Regions from separate parts of the Mus musculus genome. Here region 1 is linked to region 2. A link is a contact called in public Hi-C data. All regions are on one chromosome and are shown on one strand. The core of a region is the stretch at or near the end of the contact, and the rest is flanking DNA. Distances in the headings are between cores, read along the strand shown. Region 1 overlaps Plppr5 (phospholipid phosphatase related 5). Region 2 has its middle 43 kb from the start of 1700061I17Rik.

Region 1 (2,873 bases), core at 18-2,517, 510 kb after region 2:
CTTACCCCATCATTCTGTATGCTACTTCCTGCTGACTGATGTAAAAATATTTGTTACAGTTCCCTTCGTGCCTGTTCACTCTGCTCCCCAAATACGTTTTTGAATTCCCTAGTTTCTTCAACCTATCAGCTTTGCATTCTCCTGTACATTGTGAGGTATCTTTCTTCCTTGAATGAAATGTGCTTACAGGCACATTCTTTCCTATTCACCAAGTTGCTTGACTGCAGGCTTCTCCTCGGCTGGAATATGCAGCACCCAGGCTTACCAGGAAGATTTTAAAGGAGTGAATCACAAGGCATGAGGCAGTTTTTTATCTATTGCCTCCATCTAAATCTGATGTTGACTTTTTGTATCTGTATAGGGACTCTAAATATATCTGCACATGAATATGTGATCAAACAATGATGGAAGGGAAATTGCAGAGTGCTTTCAGAACCCAGAGACTGCACCCTCGTTGAGTACTAATAGATGATAGATTTCTCTATGAATCCAGGCTTTGTCAGTGGTGATGAATATGCAACTAGAATAAAATACTTAGATGTTTTAGTATCCTAAATTGTCCTTGAATGACATTCCTACAGGACAATGCATTGGCTCTTATGTAACAGAATCTTTATATTTTAGACCTCTATTCTGCTGACCACCTGCAGGTATTTATTTTAGAAACCTTAGCACATTAACACAATGAAAACTTACATACTTTATAAATAATAATTAATTATAATGACTTTAGCAGACATTTACTGAGCACTTATTCTGGTTCAGGCCTTGCTTTTACTCACTCATGACAACTTTTTTTTTTAACATGTTACTAAACGTTAGCATCTATTCATGATTATTTGTGTTTAATAATTCATCATGTATAATGGATTTTTAAAAGTGCGTAACTCTTGTTACTCATTTCACCCATTTATAGCTGGAAATACTGAGAGAGTAAAGTATTTTGTTCAGATCTATTGAACCATAGCTTTTCCTGGTGATGAAGATCTTCAAGATATCTCAAATAGAGGAACACTAAATGTTGCTAGCTCTTGTTTGGTCATGGTTATCCAAAATACTCCTTCCTCATCCACTACAGTTTAAAGCTGAGGGTACAGGGTAAGGAGATTAGAGAGCAGTCCTGTGCTAAGACATCTTCTATCATTAAATACTGTTCAGACAGAGTTAGGATCCCTGCTTGTAATTACGATGATAGGCACCTCTGTCTTTTCAACAATAGATTCTGTTCTCTGCTAACTGCTTTCTCCTCTTTCCTCACCGCCCCTTTGTGTGTGTGAGAGAGAATGTGGGTGGCTGCTATGGCAACTCTGAATATAACTCCTGCTGCAAACACAGGATTTCCAGTCAGGGTTTGCCATTATATTTGAACTTATATACGAATGTATTTTGCCCCAGATTCACTAGTGACACCTTGGGAAAATTTCATAATAAAAAAGCTGGGTGTTTCAAAATAATTTGGCCCCATAGAACGATTGCCAGAAGTTTAACAGGTAGGTATTTAGGAAAGAATGGCCTTCTGAGCAGTATTCTTTATGAAAATCATCTCATGATCTGGTGTAGAGATTTGTTTTCTTAATGTTAGGTCATATGTGAACGCATATGAATAAAGTGATGCCAGTATTTGAAAATGAACTAAGGAATATTTGTTTGATGCTTCACTGTGTGGCTTAGCATAAACCAAGGAATTTGAATTCTCTCTTAGGATCTGACTTAAATTAAGGCTTTCAGGGATAATTTGACTGTAGATATTTCTTTTGCTTTACTAAGAAGTTATAGAGGGAAAAATCCCTAATCCTATTTTTCACAAATGCTATTAGTTTCCCTGGTTGAGGGAATAATCCATAAGTTATTTAACCCTCAGTTCTCAAATTTCTAATTGAGTGCTAAATTCTACTAGAATAATCTTTAAATTTAGCTTTCTGGTCATGAGTTTTCAAATTAAAAGCAAGCAAGCAAAAAAAAAAAAAAACCTTCAAAGTTAAGATCGAAAGACCATGTTTGATGAATTTCTGGTACACCCATACAATTTGAAACAGAAAAGCATGCTCTAAGATTTTTTGGTAACCTTCAAATATGACCTTAATTTTTTCTTGTCATAAAACTAATTATAATAAGGGGGTGGGAAAGATGGCTCAGTGGTTAGGAGCATTGGCTGCTCTCACAGAGTGTAAGAACCTGAATGTAATTCTCAATACCCACATGGTGATTCATAACCATCCCATAACTCCAGCTCCAGGGAATTCTGATGCCCTCTTCTGGCCTCTTCAGGCACGAGGCATGCACAGGGTACATAGACATTTATGCAGGTTAAACACCCGAACATCTAAAATAAAAATTTAAGAACTTTAAAAAGAAGTAATAAACCATGGTGGCTAAATCATTGGCCCTTAATTTCCATTGTGTGGCTCACTCTAAAGCTAGGAGACAGAAACATCTTCTTTCCTGGGTCTGAGTCAGCTCAGCAGTCAGCTAGGGTTTGCCTCAGTTGGTGCAACTGGAATAAGTGGGCCTCTCTCATTCCCGTGAGGTCTTTCTTGCTTAACTTGCCAGATTGTGTCTCAGCACAACCTTCCAAAACGTTGGAGCCCCAAACTTTAATGTACCTGGAGGCTTATGTTCCTGGTTTCCTTGGCATTTCATCACGATGCTCTATCTATCCAGGAAATCACACAGCACCTGCAGATGGAGGAGTTGTCCAAATAGATTGTTAAAAGTGGATATAATGCCAAAGGAGGAATTTGTGGCCGTTACATGATTTACCAGTTCTTCTCTGAACAGTGGACAGCTTGCCTCTGTCCTTGGTGCTAGTGGCCATTTATTGGCAGTTCCCTTCCCTCCCTTGGTACAATCTTCTGTTGTAATGATCTCACAGC
Region 2 (3,105 bases), core at 182-2,681:
TAAGGTGTGGGAGGCACCCAGGGCAGTCACACATGTGCACCTGCATGTATAAGGTGTGGGAGGTACCCAAGGCAGTCACACATGTGCACCTGCATGTATAAGGTGTGGGAGGCACCCAGGGCAGTCACACATGTGCACCTGCATGTATAAGGTGTGGGAGGCACCCAGGGCAGTCACACATGTGCACCTGCATGTATAAGGTGTGGGAGGCACCCAGGGCAGTCACACATGTGCACCTGCATGTATAAGGTGTGGGAGGCACCCAGGGCAGTCACACATGTGCACCTGCATGTATAAGGTGTGGGAGGCACCCAGGGCAGTCACACATGTGCACCTGCATGTATAAGGTGTGGGAGGCACCCAGGGCAGTCACACATGTGCACCTGCATGTATAAGGTGTGGGAGGCACCCAGGTATTGAACAAGTGTCAGAGTGCAGTGTGGTTAATAGCTTTTGGGACTAGATGAAACCTGACAGCTTCACAGTTCTGTTTGACCTTGAATGCTGTTCAGCTTCTCAGGCCTAGTGACAGACTCTACCTTCTTAGCATGTTCACAAGGACTGATGAGTTAGATCATTTGTCGGTTATGTAGTACTAGGGGGAGGGCTGAATCTACACTTTATAGCATCCTTGTGCAAGTTAGTGAAACAACACAACAGATTTGGTGGTTTTGGAGTTGCTTGTTTTGGAAATACGGTCTCACTCTGCAGCCCAGGGTTGGTCTTGAAAAGGCAGTCATCCTGATTGAAGTAATAAATGTAGTGCTGGGAAGTTGAGCAGGCATTAAACACATGTCTTGTTGTTCTAAGAATCTCGATAAGTGTTATGGCTATGCTCTCAAACAAGAGATTCAAGGTGCATGAACTGTATAGCTCTGGCAGGTCGGCCAGCTTCAAGGCTCCCAAACCCTCAGAGGGCAGAGAGGTCAGAGTACAATGTAGAGCTTCCAACTGCCGACCTTTGCCCATTCTACATCAGATGTTGCCTCACTTTGCCATAGAGATGAAACACGCTTCTGTCTTGCTCTTACCTCCCATACAGGGAAAACCAGGCTTCATACACCCTGGGGCATGAAGACTAGCAGAAGAAACCGGATGTCAGCAAGGCATTGGCAAAGGATCTATTATCATTGTTACACATGCGAAGGTGTTTCATTTTTCATAAGGTTGTGGTTGTAAGCCTTCGCAAGCAAATGACTAAGGAACGAATCTCTACTGGCTCCTTCCTGACTCTTCTGAATGTCTTCCCTGTGACCTCAGACAGCGGTCGTGAACTTGGAGGTCATCACCCCCTGGGGGGGGGTTGCATATCAGATATCCTGCTTGCTAGCATTAGGAAGGTTGAAAATCCGCTGCCTTGGAGCCTGCGTCTCCTTCTCAGCTCTTCTGTCCTGACTAAGTCCAGCATCTCCTCATCAACAGCAGAGAATGTGCATGACGCTCCCTCTACTCCCTGCATTCAGGGTTGCCCTGCCTCCAGCAGCCTTTCCACACCATGGCTGTCTGGCTTTGAATTTGTCTTTTGTTAGCACAATTTGGTCACTGAGTTAATTTTTATTCAAATCTCAGTGGCCCTAACACATCACACTGGTGTAATAGGGAATATACTGACAAGGCTGGAGATTTTTAAGTCACGTACACCGAATCCACACACATTGCAGCCCTCTCTTCAAGGGAATGCAGGATTCCAATGAGTCTGAGAATAACTGCAGAGGAAAAGCCTGAACTTCTCAAAAGAAACCAGATGGTGGCAGCATAGAATGCACAAGGAAGGCCAGGACCAACGGCAGCTTCCAAACATGAAACTACTAATTAGTGATGAGAACACCATCAGGAAAACCGGTTAAGAACATGCAGTTTAGTTCCAGAAATACCTGCTTTTGGCCTTGTTTCCATCCTCACTGGCGGCATGAACTTGGGCAAGCCGATTAATTTCTTTAAGCCTCATTTCCTCATCTACACAATGAGGATGACCATAATTACAGGAGTGTTTTGGGATTATGGGAGAAAATGTCTGTGATATGCTTAGTCTATGCCTAGGAAACAAGCAGTTCAGGGACAGGCAGGCAGACAGACAGATAGAGATATATATGATGAGTAGTTTTATGTCAATTTGACACAAGCTAACGTCATCTGAGAGGAGGCAACCTCAATTAAGAAAATGTCTCCATAAAATCAGGCTATAGGCAAGCCAGTAGGGCGTTTTCTTAATGAATTATTGATGGCAGAGGGTGCAGCCCATTATGAGTGGGGTGATTCATGGCCAGGTGTTCCTGGATTCTACAAGAAAGCAAGCCAGTAAGCCGCACTCCTTCACAACCTCTGCATCAGCTCCAGCCTCCAGCTTCCTGCCCCATTTTCCTGTCTTGGCATCCTTTGATGATGAACAGTGGTGTGGAAGTATAATCCCTCTCCGACTTGATTTTTGTCATGGTGTTTCATCACAGCATTAGTAGTCCTTTCCAAGACAGACAGATAGACAGACAGACAGACAGGTTTTTATTTTTACTTGAAACATTGTCTCCCCCGAACCTGGTGCTTTCTAACTGAGTTAGATTGACCGACCAGAAAATCTATTTCCACTTATCCACTGTTGTAATTACAAGCATATCCTGCTGCACTTGGCTTTTAAAGATTGTATTTTAAATTTTATTTTTAGTGTGTGTGTGTGTGTGTGTGTGTGTGTGTGTGTGTGTGTGCGCGCGTGTGCGTGCGCACATGCAGGCTTTCTGGCTTTCTGTGTATGGGCCTATGAGTGCTGATATCTACAGGGGCCAAAAGGTGGCACCAGATCCCTTGGAACTAGGGTTAGGGATGATTATTGCAAGCCACTTGATATGGGCGCTGGGAACCTAACTTGGGCCGTCTGCCAAAGCAGTAGGTGCTCCTAACTGCTGAATCGTTTCTGTCCCACCACTTCGTGACTTTTTGCAGTGTTCATGCTGAGGGTCAAAGTCACATCTTCATGATTGTGCAGTAAGCACTTTATTGACTGAGCCATTTACCCAGCCCTGAGCATTGCATTTTTCAGGAATAGTTGCTTAAACATTCCCTAAACTGAGCATGGATACCTAGGGCAAAGGAGGCTCATTGTCTAGAGAACTT

The links. Hi-C and Micro-C count contacts between places; a contact is called where the count stands out from the background.
Region 1: a Hi-C map of cortical neurons shows a contact between it and region 2, with 5 times the contacts expected there. The contact joins two enhancer-like sites.

The regions. Positions count from the first base shown.
Region 1 is chr3:117,627,739-117,630,611 of GRCm38.p6, forward strand. The region is part of intron 3 of Plppr5 (phospholipid phosphatase related 5); the gene reads left to right. Among named protein-coding and RNA genes, the nearest start is that of Plppr5, 54 kb to the left of the region's middle. Within about 2 kb of position 1,268, at least 26 of the 459 cell types and tissues checked have an H3K27ac peak or open chromatin away from gene starts, as enhancers often do. A contact at or near this core is called in cortical neurons, where this site is marked.
Region 2 is chr3:117,118,835-117,121,939 of GRCm38.p6, forward strand. No RefSeq gene overlaps it. Among named protein-coding and RNA genes, the nearest start is that of 1700061I17Rik, 43 kb to the left of the region's middle. Within about 2 kb of position 1,432, at least 14 of the 459 cell types and tissues checked have an H3K27ac peak or open chromatin away from gene starts, as enhancers often do. A contact at or near this core is called in cortical neurons, where this site is marked.